2 separate regions of the Oryctolagus cuniculus genome follow, and region 1 is linked to region 2. Evidence: chromatin contacts called from public Hi-C data. All regions are on one chromosome and are shown on one strand. The core of a region is the stretch at or near the end of the contact, and the rest is flanking DNA. Distances in the headings are between cores, read along the strand shown. Region 1 holds the start of LPL (lipoprotein lipase). Region 2 has its middle 33 kb from the start of SLC18A1.

Evidence for each region. Hi-C and Micro-C count contacts between places; a contact is called where the count stands out from the background.
Region 1: a contact with region 2 is called in a Hi-C map of embryonic fibroblasts, with 4 times the contacts expected there. The contact joins the promoter of LPL here to the enhancer-like site in region 2. A contact is called at or near these places in 5 of 6 Hi-C or Micro-C datasets (ear pinna, embryonic fibroblasts, psoas muscle and 2 more).

Annotation. Positions count from the first base shown.
Region 1 is chr8:2,943,272-2,950,167 of mOryCun1.1, reverse strand. LPL (lipoprotein lipase) reads left to right here and starts at 1,695. Exons shown (of 10, transcript NM_001177330.1): 1 at 1,695-2,175. The coding sequence starts at 2,088.
Region 2 is chr8:2,779,748-2,787,604 of mOryCun1.1, reverse strand. No RefSeq gene overlaps it. Among named protein-coding and RNA genes, the nearest start is that of SLC18A1, 33 kb to the right of the region's middle. Within about 2 kb of position 2,549, at least 1 of the 8 cell types and tissues checked has an H3K27ac peak or open chromatin away from gene starts, as enhancers often do.

The DNA of each region.
Region 1 (6,896 bases), core at 446-2,945, 160 kb before region 2:
GCGGCCAGCCTGCCTGCCTTTCCGTGGGGAATCAGTTCTTCCTGGAAATCCCGGCAGCTGGAGCCCAGGCCCCCTCGCAGCTGGGTTCGCGATGGGCAACAGCAAAGAACGTGCTCTGGCTCTGGACTGCGTTTTGTTACCTGGTAACCTGGGGACTCCTTCCACACGCGGCGTCAGCACCCGGCTTCCCTGGAGCAGTGACATCAAACCTCGAGCAGCTTCGTGTGGCTGCCTCATCCAATGACGTTCACGCCTGAAAATAGTAGTTTGCGAGCAGTCTCCAAGCGAGCACTGTGTGGCTTCTGCAGCGGGCGCCCATCCAACGCGGCTTGGGTTCACCCTGTGCCCCTTCTCAATATCAGACTTCGGAAATGTTGCACTTGGTGCTTTTTGGACGACGGTCACATCGCAATTGTTCAGCTTGTCCGAGCTCAGATCTGCCACTTGGAACCCTCTGTGGGGGCTTTGTTCCTGGCACGCGGACAGATTCTCTGCATACTTTATGGGAGAAAGAGAATGTGTACAACCTGGGGCTTAATAATAGCTGCAGGACAAAGTGATGTTTTGTCTTGTGGCACTGAGTACATCAGCTTCGGATAGCACTCCTCTGTAAAACACAAACTGGGAGCTTTTTGAGTCGCATCCACTTTTATTTATTTTTTTATTAAAAACGTAAAACATGAGGCTAGTTTAAATGGATGGCCTTACATCCTTCTACCCTACAAACAATGTGTGTGTGTGTGTGTGTGTGTGTGCTCATGCCCAGGTGTGTGTGGTTATAGAAGGAAGAGCGGTAGCGCTGGCTTTGAGTTTCTGATTTTATCCACCAACTTCTCTGCCTGAAGGTAGAGTGTGGAGTTTGCTGTCCTTGGCACCTCCCCTAAATGCTTGCCATCGAAGAAGGGGTTTGAAAATACTCTTGAGCATTTTGTCAGAAAGGCACAGTAGCCGATGCAATGTGGTTTTTCTTCCTATTTTATGTGCATGTCTCAATACACTTATAAACAGCTTTAAACCCACTGAAAACGCACAATTCAAGGGATTTTGGTGTACTTAACATTTGTGCAAAAATCACCATCATTGACATTAGCCCCCACTACTCCCACCCCCAGTGCCTCCCGTATTCCCCCAGCCCAGGCAGCTGAGAACCTGTGTTCTGCCTCTACAGATTTGTTTTCTATACCCGCGGGTCATACCATGCGTGTCTTCTTCCACTTGTCATAACTCAAGGCAGTCTTAAGTTATCTGACCTAGACGCCCTGCCTCTGAAGATAAAGTATCATTCCTGCATTCCTTGAGGCTGGAATTGAGGATGATTGGCATGAGGCAAAAATTAGAAGCTGGTTGGAGTGAGTGGGCTTCTCCCCGCCCCCCCCCCCGGGCACCCAGGGGGTCCAGGGCCCAACTACCAGCTCCCCGAAAGCACAGCCTCGGGGCCCTGTGTTCCCGGGTCTCTTCAAGAACTTGGGGGCGGGGAAGGGCGGTCAAGGTTGACCAAGGCATCTATTAGCCTGATGGACGGAAGCTCCCTGGAGGTCTGCGCGGGAGTTCACAGCGACACTTCCCCTCCTTGGAAACCCGGTGACTATTGAGCGCTTCACCCAAGCTGCTGTAAACTGGGAGTCTGTCGCTTCCTGGGGACCCTGGGGAGCAGCCCCCTGCGGGCGGCCCAGGCGCCAGTGTTTCCCCCCTGCCCTTTCGCCCTCTTGCCCCCTTCTCGCTGGCAGAGCCCAGGCTGCTCAAATCTCTGAGAGTGCATGGAGGGCCCTCCCCCCAACCCCAACTTGTGATTTTAGAGCCAATAGGTGGTGAGGTTTATTTGCATATTCCCAGTCCCATCAGCAGCGAGTGGAGTGGAAGCAGTGTCAGACTGGATCCCTCCCCCTCCTCTTCCCCCCTCCTCCGAGGAAACCTGCCCCTTCCAGCTGCCCTCCCCTCCCCTCCCCTCCCCTCCCCTCCCCTCCCCTCCCCTCCCCTTTAAAGCGTGAACCGCCCGCGCGGACCGCGGCTGCAGCTCGCTCTCTTCCTCCTGCACTCCGCGTCCACCCGTGCGTTCGCGCGGCTCCTGCACAGGGAGGCGCCCTGACATGGAGAGCAAGACTCTGCTCCTGGTGGTCCTGGGCGCGTGGCTCCAGAGCCTGACCGCCTCCCGCGGAGGGGTGGCCGCCGCCGACCGTAAGTGCCGCGCCGCGCCGCGCAAACTTCGCTCCACCTGCCGGTGCGGCCGCTTCCACGCGTGCTGGCGCTGCCAGGGAAGAAGTTGGCAGCGGCTGTGGGGCGCGCACCAGGGACTTTGCCCAGCCCGAGAAGGGTCCCGGGACTGGGATCCTGGAGGCGCCAGCAAGGGAATCTGCCTGCGATCCGGTTCCCGCTTTTTTTTTTCTCCTCTCCCGGGTTCCCGCGCTGTCCTTTCCACTCCGTCTGCGCCCGCGTTCCCCGCGCACCGGCGCGGCTCCGGAGAGCCGCGGTGTGCGGGGCGGGTGGAGGCCGGCGGCGACCCATGGTCTTGCCGGCGGTGACCCGCAGAAGCCTCCCGGCTGCCGGCGCCCTGGAATGAAAGGCGCGCGGGCCAAGGTGACCCCGGCTCCGTCCCCCACCGGGGGAATCGCGGGCACAAGCGGTCGCGCAGGGTATCCGGGCTGTAGGCGGTGCAACCCTTCGCAGAGCTGTGGAACCCGGGAGGCGGGGGGCGTGCGGCTCAGAGTTCCTGGGACGCGCCCTGGAGGCAGGGTACGGCGTCCAAGCACCTGCGCTCCGCTTTTCTCAGGGCGCACGAATCCCAGCGAAGGGTCGGCCCTGCTGGGAACGTGGCCCCGCAGTCCACGGCCGATGACCTGTGACGGGTTGCCAGGTCTGCCTGCCCGCGGCCACCCTGTCCAGTCCCCGCGGTGCTGCTGCGAGGGGGGTCGCGCGGGGGCGCAACCGCGGTCACCGCCAGCCAGGGCATCGCCAGCTCGCTGGAGTTAGGGCGTCAGAGAATTTCTTTACTGCAGGAAAAAAAAATAATAGTAAGCGAGCGAGCGAATGAGCCCAGCCGGGGAGCTGCCCATGGTAGACGCAGCCTGGTAACTTGAACCTTGGCTCGTTTTGTGCACTCGGGCGTGCGAACGCAGGACACGGTGGGAAGCGGGTCACACCAGTAGGCGTGGTGGAGCCGGGCGCAGGGTGATGTGATCTGGAAGGGGCTTTTCCCGCCGCGGCTCAAGGTGGAGGCAGCCCAGGGCTTTGAGTGTAGAGAGGAGGCTTCTCTCATTGGAGAACACGGGAGAGTCAGTGTGCTGTGATGCGGTGTGTTCCGGGCCACAGCGGCCCCCCTGTGGGTAGCGGGAATCAACTCCGAATTTCCATTGCAGGTAGCGCAGGGACACACAGGGCTCTGGTCGCTTCAGGCTGCTGGCAGACGTGTGCCACCACTTTTTTTTTTTTTAGTAAGTTTTTTTTTTTAAGATTTCTTTATTAATTTCTTTGAAAGGCAGAGTTACAGAGAGGCAGAGGCAGAGGTATATAGAGAGAGGTCTTCCATCTGCTGGTTCACTCCCCAAATCACTTCAACGGCTGGAGCTGCGCTGATCTGAAGCCAGGAGCCTGGAGGTTCTTCTGGGTCTCCCACACAGGTTCAGGGGCCCAAGCACTTGACCATCTTCCACTGCCTTCCCAGGAGCATTAGCAGAGAGCTGGATTATAAGTGGAGCAGCTGAGACTCAAACCTGTGCCCATTTGGGATGCTGGCCCTGCAGCCGGCTCTTTACCCACCTACGCCACAGTGCCAGCCCCAGCCATCATCTTTTTTTGTTGTTGTTGTTGAGGTTTTGCTTGACTCCCTTGGAGGGTCACAGCATGGAATTACTGGGCTGGTCCGAGTCACACTTCTGGGTTTAGCATCCTCAGCTCAACAATGAGGGCGTTGGAGGCACTGATAGTTCTCTGGGGCCCCACTGATTCTGCCTCTTGTATGCAGCAGGCATTTAAGGGATGCATTGATTGAACTGGATTTTCACCAACATACGTCTTTTGGGCTGGAAGAACACTAAGAGGATTGTCCCTAAGTAGACTTGGAAAGGCTCTGTCTCACCCCTCGCACACTGGCTCTACCCACTGCACACCTCCCATTTCTCCCAGCCATTTTCTTTTTTTTTTTTTTTTTTTTTTTTTGACAGGCAGAGTGGACAGTGAGAGAGAGAGACAGAGAGAAAGGTCTTCCTTTGCCGTTGGTTCACCCTCCAATGGCCGCCGCGGCCGGCGCACTGCGGCCGGCACACCGCGCTGATCCGATGGCAGGAGCCAGGAGCCAGGTGCTTTTCCTGGTCTCCCATGGGGTGCAGGGCCCAAGCACCTGGGCCATCCTCCACTGCACTCCCTGGCCACAGCAGAGGGCTGGCCTGGAAGAGGGGCAACCGGGACAGAATCCGGCGCCCCGACCGGGACTAGAACCCGGTGTGCCGGCGCCGCTAGGCGGAGGATTAGCCTAGTGAGCCGCGGCGCCGGCTTCTCCCAGCCATTTTCTGCTCTTTCTCCTCCACACAAGGTCATCCAGGAAGGGAAGAATTCCAGGGCAGGCCCCACAGGCATCACCTCCTCTGGGCTCTGAGCTTCTGCACTCCTCATTTCTCAGAAGGCTTTGAGGACAAGAGGTACTGCCCTCAGGGCCTCTGTTCTGGGAGCCACCACAACCTTGCAGGGTTCTGTTCAGAAAACTGGAAGAGCTGTTCTGGAGCCCTGAGGTGGGGACTCAGGAGCTGCAGTCCTGTTTGGCCACCTTGAATTTCCAGGCTACAGGTCTGAGTCAGACACGATGGGTGATGGGAGCAAAGTAGCAGGTGCCACGGGGGCGGAGTTCTGCCAGGGAGTGATTGATTGATGGCTGTCTTGAAAGGTGGGAGTCAGGTACCAGGGAAGAGGTGCAATAGAAAATGTTCACTTTTAAGCAGTGTATTTTTAGCTCAACCTTCCGTTCTTGCCTTACAGTGGAGGAGAAAATTGGCCTATATGGTTTCCTGCCTCTATGGCAATTAGATTGTTCCAGATAGTGCCTGAACTATGCCGCATTGTTCCTGTGTGACCCTTCTCTGATCGCCACCTATTCCCCCGTGGTCACCACACAGGCTGCATTGCTTTAGAAGGGAGGGTGTTCCAGCCATCAGCATGATGGCTGCTGGGGACTTTGGGTCACAGAGGGTAAGGGAAGTTTGCAAGACGTGAATATCATTATTTTTCAGGTCTGGGTGGAGTTGCTATTTGAAGCCGCACATATGCATTTTCCAACTTTCATGGCAACAGCACAAACACCATCAGTATAACATTTCCAGATGGGTGGATTCCCAAAACATCATTTGTCATCACAGTGAACTTTTTGTCAACAGAATTTTTTTTTTTTTGAACCTGGGAGCAAACCTTTGTCACAAGTGGCTCTTGTCATAGTGCACTACAATGCTGCTTACTCAAGAGAATAAGAGTTCAGATTTATTACAGAGTTCACCTTGCTGTCTTGTGCTGTTTTAAGATAGCTGTTTATGTTGAGTGTGTGATCTGGGTACCCAACAAAAGATGTTCATACTAGTGAGGGAGATAAAATACCTACTTGGAAGGAAGGAGTGAATTATCCTCGGTGGTGAAATGTATGTATGCTTTTAAAGTTATGCAGGAAATGAACCTGTTAAACTTATACCAGCTTATTCTTCTCGCTGGTTCTTCCACCTACAGGCCCACTCCCCAAATGGCCATAACAGCTAGGCCTAGGACAGGCTGAAGCCAGGAGCCAGGAACTCCATCCTGGTCCCCATATGGACAACAGGGACCCATCCCTTGGGTCTTTCTCTACCCCCCCCTCCCCCCCCCCCCCCGCCAGAGCACTAGCAGGAAGCAGAACTGGAAGTAGAGCAGCCGGGACTTGAACTGGCGCTCTGACATGGGATGCCAACATGCCGTCCAGTCCACCGCACCACAGCTCCCGGCCTCAATGGAGCCATTTGCACATTTCCAAACTGATTGTCTAACTTCTTTTTCATTAGTGTGGAAGTGAGGCCCAGCGCTGGGGGAAAGTTAATGTAAACTTGAGGTGCCACGTATGGGATTTCTCTTCCCTTTTCTCTAAGAGTGTTGCTTCTCAGCCCAGTTTTGTTTCTGTGAGTTACGATCCACATAAAGAGAAAGCGCCTATCTTTGTGGACTCCCTTGGTTTTTCAGCTAGCCACATAGGCACATAGGAATAAAGATGATATAACCAGGGAATGTATTAACTCTCACGGACCCGGCACCCCCGTCTCCCCGAATGCACTGAATGTGTGCCTAATGGGGCCCAGTTGGCAGGGTGCTGCTGATTTGCTAAGGAGGGAGGCCCTGGGAGGGCATCAACTTCTTTCTCTCTTGCTGCCTCTCTCCCTGCCTTCTTTCTTTCCTCTACTCTAAGGCGGGCTTAATTTCTAGGGGAACTGTAGGTGTAAGACAGTGGATGGATATATGTAGAGGCATCATTTCCATGTATGGAATACAATAGTTCCCTTAGTAACAGTCACATCAGATCAGTTCACCTGCTTCCCAGTGCCAATTCCAGGGTATTTGGAGGGCAACTGAACACACTCCCCAACCCATCCTTGGGGTCCATCTCTCTGCTTGTCTCTATATGTCCAAGCCAGGTGCTTATGGGATGATGCAGATGTTGACCCATCCCTGAGGGTGGCAAACACAGGCAGTGTGAAAATCCCAACCAGAACACCATGAGAGAAACACGGGGTAAGCGCGGTGCAGACCGACATAGCACCAGAGCCATCACGGGGCATATGGTGGCAGTACGCCCCATCAACCTGAAAATGAAAAATCCTGTCCTTCGAAGGTGAAGCTGAAGTCTCCAGCCGCTCATGGGCTTGAGAACCTATGCACGTCCTATCACGTGTGGACCC
Region 2 (7,857 bases), core at 1,300-3,799:
ACAGTTATATCTCAGTATGCCACAGCATCCTAGGGAATTGGTCCTTGGTATCCCGGGGAATTGGTCCCTAAATATCCTAGGGAATTGGTTCCATGGTATCCCAGGGAATTGGTCCTTGATATCCCAGGGACTTGGTCCCTATGTATCCTGGGGGATTGGTCCCATGGTGTCTCGGGGACAGGCCCCATCCACATCCTGTGGGATTGGTCCTCAGGGTCCTAGGAGGTTGGTCCTTCATTATCCTGGGGGATTAGTCCTGTATCCTGGGACAGTGATCTCATAGTAGCCTAGGCGGTTAGTCCCCGGTAGGGATTTGTCCCTGGTATCATAGGGCACTGCTCCCAGAATCCATCTAAATGAGCCCCAGATTCAAGGGTGCTCAAGCCCTTCATGTAAAACCATGCAGTGCTTGTATATAATTTGCACACATCCTTCCTTCTACTTTTTTTTTTTTTTTTTTTTTTGACAGGCAGAGTGGACAGTGAGAGAGAGAGACAGAGAGAAAGGTCTTCCTTTTGCCGTTGGTTTACCCTCCAATGGCCGCCACGGCCGGCGTATCGCGCTGATCCGAAGGCAGGAGCCAGGTACTTATCCTGGTCTCCCATGGGGTGCAGGGCCCAAGGGCCTGGGCCATCCTCCACTGCACTCCCTGGCCACAGCAGAGAGCTGGCCTGGAAGAGGGGCAACCGGGACAGAATCCGGCACCCCGACCGGGACTAGAACCCGGTGTGCCGGCGCCGCAAGGCGGAGGATTAGCCTATTGAGCCGCGGCACCGGCCCCTTCCCTCTACTTTAACTCACCCCCACATGATCTGTATTACCTAACGCGATGTAAGTGCTCTGTAAATGGCTGTTACACTGTGCTATTTAGGGAACAACGACAAGGAGAAATGTCTGATCCATACTCGGTACAGATGCCATATTGAGTTTGCAGATAAAGAATCTATGGCAGATAAAGAACCCCTGATATGTGGCCGGCGTCGCGGCTCACTAGGCTAATCCTCCGCCTAGCGGTGCCGGCACGCCGGGTTCTAGTCCCAGTTGGGGCGCCGGATTCTGTCCCGGTTGCCCCTCTTCCAGGCCAGCTCTCTGCTGTGGCCAGGGAGTGCAGTGGAGGATGGCCCAGGCCCTTGGGCCCTGCACCCCATGGGAGACCAGGAGAAGCACCTGGCTCCTGCCATCGGATCAGTGCAGTGCGCCGGCCACAGCGTGCCGGCCGCGGCAGCCATTGGAGGGTGAACCAACGGCAAAGGAAGACCTTTCTGTCTCTCTCTCACTGTCCACTCTGCCTGTCAAAAAATAAATAAATAAATAAATAAATAAAGAACCCCTGATATGGAGAGCCAACTGTGACCCCAACTCACTATAAATTAACATCAGAACTTCCTGGTTTGGTGTTCAATCTCTTTATAAAAGGATCCTGCTATATGATGCCAGAACTGTCTCCGGCTACCACCACTCGCCTGCCTCTGTGCCCACCCAGCCACCTGCCACTTCCTCCATCTCTGCTGCTCAGCAGGCTTGTGAGAAGTGCACTCTCATCTGTGCTACAGGGTCCAGCCCACACAGCACCTCCTCTGGCCAGGCTCTTCTCCTCCCTCTCCCTCCCTCCCTCCCTCCCTTCTCAGGAGAGGCTTGAAGGCTGCTCGGTTCCCCCACAGCTCCTTACTCCTGCTGCCAACACAGTCTCACCTGCAAGTCCCTCTCTAGTATCGAGTTACTGGACAGGTGAGAGTCGAGTGTTCCCTGAGTGCATCTTTTCTAGTAGAGTAACTGAGACACCACAGAGGTTTCACATTGATGACGGCGACCTTGAAGATACACGGATGAGTGGACTGTGAGTTTAAACAGTTCTGTCAGAGACATTCCGGAAGGAGAGGGAGGCGAGAGGTGGGGGTAGACGGAAGGGGAAGCAGAGGCAGTGACCATGGTGGCACAAACCAGAGCACTTCATGGAAAATGGAATTAAGAAATTAGCTGAGCTTTTTGAAGATTTTGGATATTAGTTTGCTGGTTATGAATGGGATTTCATATTTTAAAATGATTTGAGAGTCAGAGAAACTCTGTGTGTGTGTGAGAGAGAGAGAGAGAGAAAGAAAGAGAGAGAGAGAGCGCGCTCCCATCTGCTGGTTCAACTCCCCAGATGCCCACAATGGCCATGGCTGGGCAGAGCTGTAACCAGGAGCTGGGAACTCATCCAGGTCTCCCACACGGATCGCAGGAGCCCAATTACTTGAGCCGTCACCACTGCTCCCAGTGAGGAGCTGGCAGTGTGTATAGGACCAGGCTCTCTGATTGCGGGACGCCAGCGTCTCAGCCCGCCCCTACTAGCCGGGCGTCCACGGCCGCCTCAGGTGTGTTTCATTTGGCAGAGAGCTGCCAGGCGGAGCTGCTTTAGAAAACCCACGCGAGGTGAGCAGGCACAGGGCTGACCGGGGCCCCTAGGGAACTCGTGCACTGCAAACTGAAAGGGCACAGAAGAGACCGTGCAGCCGCTTCACACTTTCTCCTTGAACCCTTTTCAGGGTAACGGAGAACGCCCTACCCTTGGGAAAGCTGCACGCGGCCGAGGAAAGGAGTCGGCTTCGGACTGTGTGGAACGGGCGCCCCCTTGTGGAGCTGTAGGGGACGAGCAAAAGCCCCTCCTAATTTCTCCCCTCTGAGTTTTTCTTTTTTTTTAATTTTTAGTCTCTTTTTTTTTTTTTTTTTTTTTTTTTTGGACAGGTAGAGTTATAGACAGTGAGAGAGAAAGACAGACAGAAAGGTCTTCCTTCTGTTGGTTCACTTCCGAAAGTTTTTCTCTTTTTGTCTCTAGTTTTCCATCGCTACCATTCGAAAGTACCGAAAACCTAGTGGCTTCCTACACATTTAGCATCTCCCTGTCCTATAGCACAGGCATTCAACATCTCACTTGGATACCGGGGTGAGCACAGCTGGGAGAGGCCACCCATGGCCCTTGGCCAAAGACACCCCCTCCACACTCCAAGTCAATGACCAAACAAAATAAAAAAGAAACCAACAAGTGTCTCTACAAATGCTGAATAATAAACGCAGCAGTTCAAGAATCAAGAATAAGGAAGACAACATGACGCCCCCAGAAGGACACAATGCCTCAATGCTAGATTGTGAAGATGAAGAGATGGAAGAAATGCCAGAAATGGAATTCAGAGAATGGATCCTAGGATTACTTAGAAGTAATCAGAAACAAGTCCACAGACTAATACTATCCATACATGACATGAAAGAAAAGTTCTCCCATGAAATTGAGATCTTAAAGAGAAATCAGAATGAAATCTTGGAAATGAAGAACTCAATAGAACAACTAAAGAACGCAGTGGGGGCCCTAGCAACAGACTCGGTGAAGCAGAAGAAAGAATATCTGAGTTAGAAGACATATCTCGGCCAGCGCCGCGGCTCAATAGGCTAATCCTCCGCCTTGCGGCGCCGGCACACCGGGTTCTAGCACTGGTCAGGGCGCCAGATTCTGTCCCGGTTGCCCCTCTTCCAGGCCAGCTCTCTGCTGTGGCCCAGGAGGGCAGTGGAGGATGGCCCAAGTGCTTGGGCCCTGCACCCCATGGGAGACCAGGAGGAAGCACCTGGCTCCTGGCTTCAGATCAGCACGGTGCACCGGCCACAGCCCTGATTTGCAGGAATGGTTCAACATTTGTAAATCAATCAATGTGATACACCACATTAACAAACTGCTGAAGAAAAACCATATGATTATCTCAATAGATGCAGAGAAAGCATTTAATAAAATACAACACCCTTTCATGATGAAAACTCTAAGCAAATTGGGTATAGAAGGAATACTCCTCAACACAATCAAGGCAATCTATGACAAACCCACAGCCAGCATCCAACTGAATGGGGAAAAGCTGGAAGCATTCCCACTGAGATCTGGAACCAGACAAGGATGCCCACTCTCACCATTGCTATTCAATATAGTCCTAGAAGTTTTAGCCAGAGCCATTAGGCAAGAAAAAAAAAAAAACCAAAGGGATACAAATTGACAAGAAGTCAGACTATCCCTATTGGCAGATGACATGATTCTATATATAGGGTATCCAAAAGACTCTACCAAAAGACTATTGAAACTTGTAAAAAAGCTTGATAAAGTAGCAGAATATAAACACACAAAAATCAGCAGCCTTTGTATACACACACAATGCCACAGCTGAGAAAAAACTTCTAAGATTAATCCCATTCATAATAGCTACCAAAAAAATCAAATACCTTGCACTAAATTCAACCAAAGATGCCAAAGATCTTTACAATGAGAATTACAAAACATTAAAGAAAGAAATAGAAGAAGATACCAAAAAAAAAAAAGGAAAAATCTTCCATGTCCATGGATTGGAAGAATAAATAACATCAAAATGTCCATATTACAAAAATCAATTTATAGATTCAGTGCAATACCAATCAAAATACCAAGGACATTCTTCTCAGATATGGAAAAAATGATGCTGAAATTTATACGGAAACACAGGGAACCCCGTATAGCTAAAGCAATATTATACAACAAAACCAAAGCATCACAATATCAGATTTCAAGACATGCTACAGGGCAGTTATAATCAAAACAGCTTGGTACCAGTACAAAAACAGATGGATAAACCAATGGACTAGAACAGAAATTCCAGAAATCAACCCACGCATCTATAAACAACTTATCTTTGGCAAAGGAGCTAAAACCAATTCCAGGAGCAAGGACAGTCTCTTCAACAAATGGTGCTGGGTAAACTGGATCTCCAGATGCAGAAGTATGAAGCAGGACCCCTACCTCACACCTTAACAAAAATTCACTCAAGATGGATTAAAGACCTAAATTTACGACCCAATACCATCAAATCATTAGAGAACACTGGGGAAACCCTGCAAGATACTGGCATAGACAAAGGGTTCTTGGGAAAAAAAAACCCAGAAGCACAGGCAATCAAAGCCAAAATTGACAAATAAGATTACATCAAATTGAGAAGCTTCTGTACTGCAAAAGAAATGCTTAGCAAAGTGAAGAGGCAACCAATAGAATGGGAGAAATTTATTTGCAAACAGTGCAACTGATAAAAGATTAATAACCAGAATATATAAAGAAATCAAGAAACTCAACAACAAAACAAACAGCCCAGTTAAGAAATGGACAAAGGACTTAAACAGACATTTTTCAAAAGAGGAAATCCAAATGGCCAACAGACACATGAAAAAATGCTCAGGATCACTAGCCATCAGGGAAATGCAAATCAAACCCACAAAGGGTTTTACCTCACCCCAGTTAGAATGGCTCTCATACAGAAATCAACTAACAACAGATGCTGGTGAGGACGTAAGGGAAAAGGTACCCTAACCCACTGTTGGTGGGAATGCAAACTGGTACAGCCACTATGGAAGACGTCATGTAGATCCCTCAGAATTCTGAGTACAGACAGACCTACCATATGACCCAGCCATCCCACTCCTAGGAATTTACCCAAGGGAAATGAAATTAGCATATGAAAGAGCTATCTGCACCCCATGTTTATTGCAGCTCAATTCACAATAGCTAAGAGATGGAATAAACCCAAATGCCAGTCAGTGAAGACTATATAAATAAATTATGGGGCCGGCGCCGCGGCTCAATAGGCTAATCCTCCACCTAGCGGCGCCAGCACACCGGGTTCTAGTCCCGGTTGGGGCGCCGGATTCTGTCCCGGTTGCCCCTCTTCCAGGCCAGCTCTCTGCTGTGGCCAGGGAGTGCAGTGGAGGATGGCCCAAGTGCTTGGGCCCTGCACCCCATGGGAGACCAGGAGAAGCACCTGGCTCCTGCCTTCGGATCAGCGTGGTGCACCGGCTGCAGCGTGCCAGCGGCAGCGGCCATTGGAGGGTGAACCAACGGCAAAGGAAGACCTTTCTCTCTGTCTCTCTCACTATCTACTCTGCCTGTCAAAAAATAAATAAATAAATAAATTATGGGATATATACCATGGAATACTACGCAGCAGTAAAAAAAAAAACTGGGATCTGGTCATTCGCAGCAAAATGGATGAATCTGGAAAACATCATACTTAATGAAATAAGCCAGTCCCAAAGGGACAAATATCATATGTTCTCCCTGATCTATGATAACTAATAGAGCACCTAAAAGGTAATCTATAGAAGTAAATTGACACTTTGAGAAGCAATGACTTTGAACAACCCCTGTCTGGACTGTTGAGGAACAGTTTTTTTTTTTTCATACTATTTGTTGAACTCTTTACTTAACATAGAGTTAATCATATGTGTATAAACTTAATTAAAAATAGATCTTAGTAAAAAATAAGAGTAGGAATAAGAGAAGGAGAAGGAAGAGGGATAGGAGAGTGGGTGGAAGAATGGGTATGGTGGGAAGAATCACTATGTTCCTAAAGTTGTATTTATGAACTGTACGAAGTTTGTATTCCTTAAATAAAAGGTTTCTGGGGAAAAATAAATAAAGCAAGTTGCAGGGGAAAAAAAATAAAATTCAAATCCTGAAATGTGCAGTGTCCTGCCTGACTTGATGCTGAACAAACTTTCGAAAGGAATCAAAAAAAGGTTGTAGACAAGTGGGAAGGGGACAAGGGGGAACAGCATGCAGAAAAATAACTTTGCCTGAAATTTGCAAGTGCACATAACGCCTGGAATAATTAAGAGATATGGAGCACTCAACAGGTCATCAACACCATGTTTTAAGCTGGCTCAGTCGGTCTCGCGGGAGCCACCAGTTCACTCCCTGACTAGTGTGGGCTCTGCTGCCCTCTGCTGTACAGAATGGGACTTGACCGTCCTGGCTGCTGAACCAGTGAGTCGTAAATTGGAATACCCTAATTTCAACGCTGGAGGTTGGGACTCAATTCAGCAGGCGGCTCGAGAGGAAAGGAGAAGCAAAGTTGGAGAAAACGAAGATGACACGGCAAGTTTCCTAAACTACACAGAAAGCGTTCACAACCCATTCTGCTGTACATTTTGTTCTTGAGCAGCTGTCTGGAGGTGGCGGCTTATGGAGGAAAGAACTCACCCTTTGGCAGCGAGACAACCTGGATGCAAACCTGAGCATGCTGCTGCTTGCTATAGGGGTGACGGTGTGAGCTCAGGCTGGTGACTCTACCTCTTGGGCTCTGATTTTCCCATCTGGAGGATGGGGGACCATGGTGACTAACACCAGGGAGGGGGTGAAGTGAGAGGACCCCTGAGAGTAAGGGGAGGGGAGGAGAAAAGAAGAAGAGGGAAAGACTTTGCAAGCTGGGGATGGGTGGAGGAAATCCTGAATGATGAGAAAATTAGCCAAGGGGAGATTGCACACCATTTATAAAGTGTGGCGTTTTTTACTGTGTTGTCTCATTTCTCTTTCGGGAGTACCTGAGCCAAAGGTATTGTTGTCCATCTCATCTTGCACATACGGGAGCTTCCATCATCACCCTGCTTCTGTGCAGTGGGGTCGGCACTGCCGCTGGCTTTACTGGGTTACACTGATGCCCCTGACCCACCCATCTCTGACACCTACCCAGGATGCACACCGGGATGGCAACCACACACTGGATGGCATGCCCCCATCCCAGACATGCACACCTGGCTCTCCTGGGCCCCTGCCTGCCTGGCTGACTGCCCCCTTAGCACACTCAGGATCTCATGGTTTTTTTTTTTTTTTTTTTTTTTTTTTTTTTATCTTTTATTTAATGAATATAAATTTCCAAAGTACGTCTCATGGGTTACAATGGCTTTCCCCCCCATACCGTCCCTCCCACCCACCACCCTCCCCTTTCCCACTCCCTCTCCCCTTCCATTCACATCAAGATTCATTTTCGATTATCTTAGTATACAGAAGATCAGCTTAGTATACCTTAAGTAAGGATTTCAACA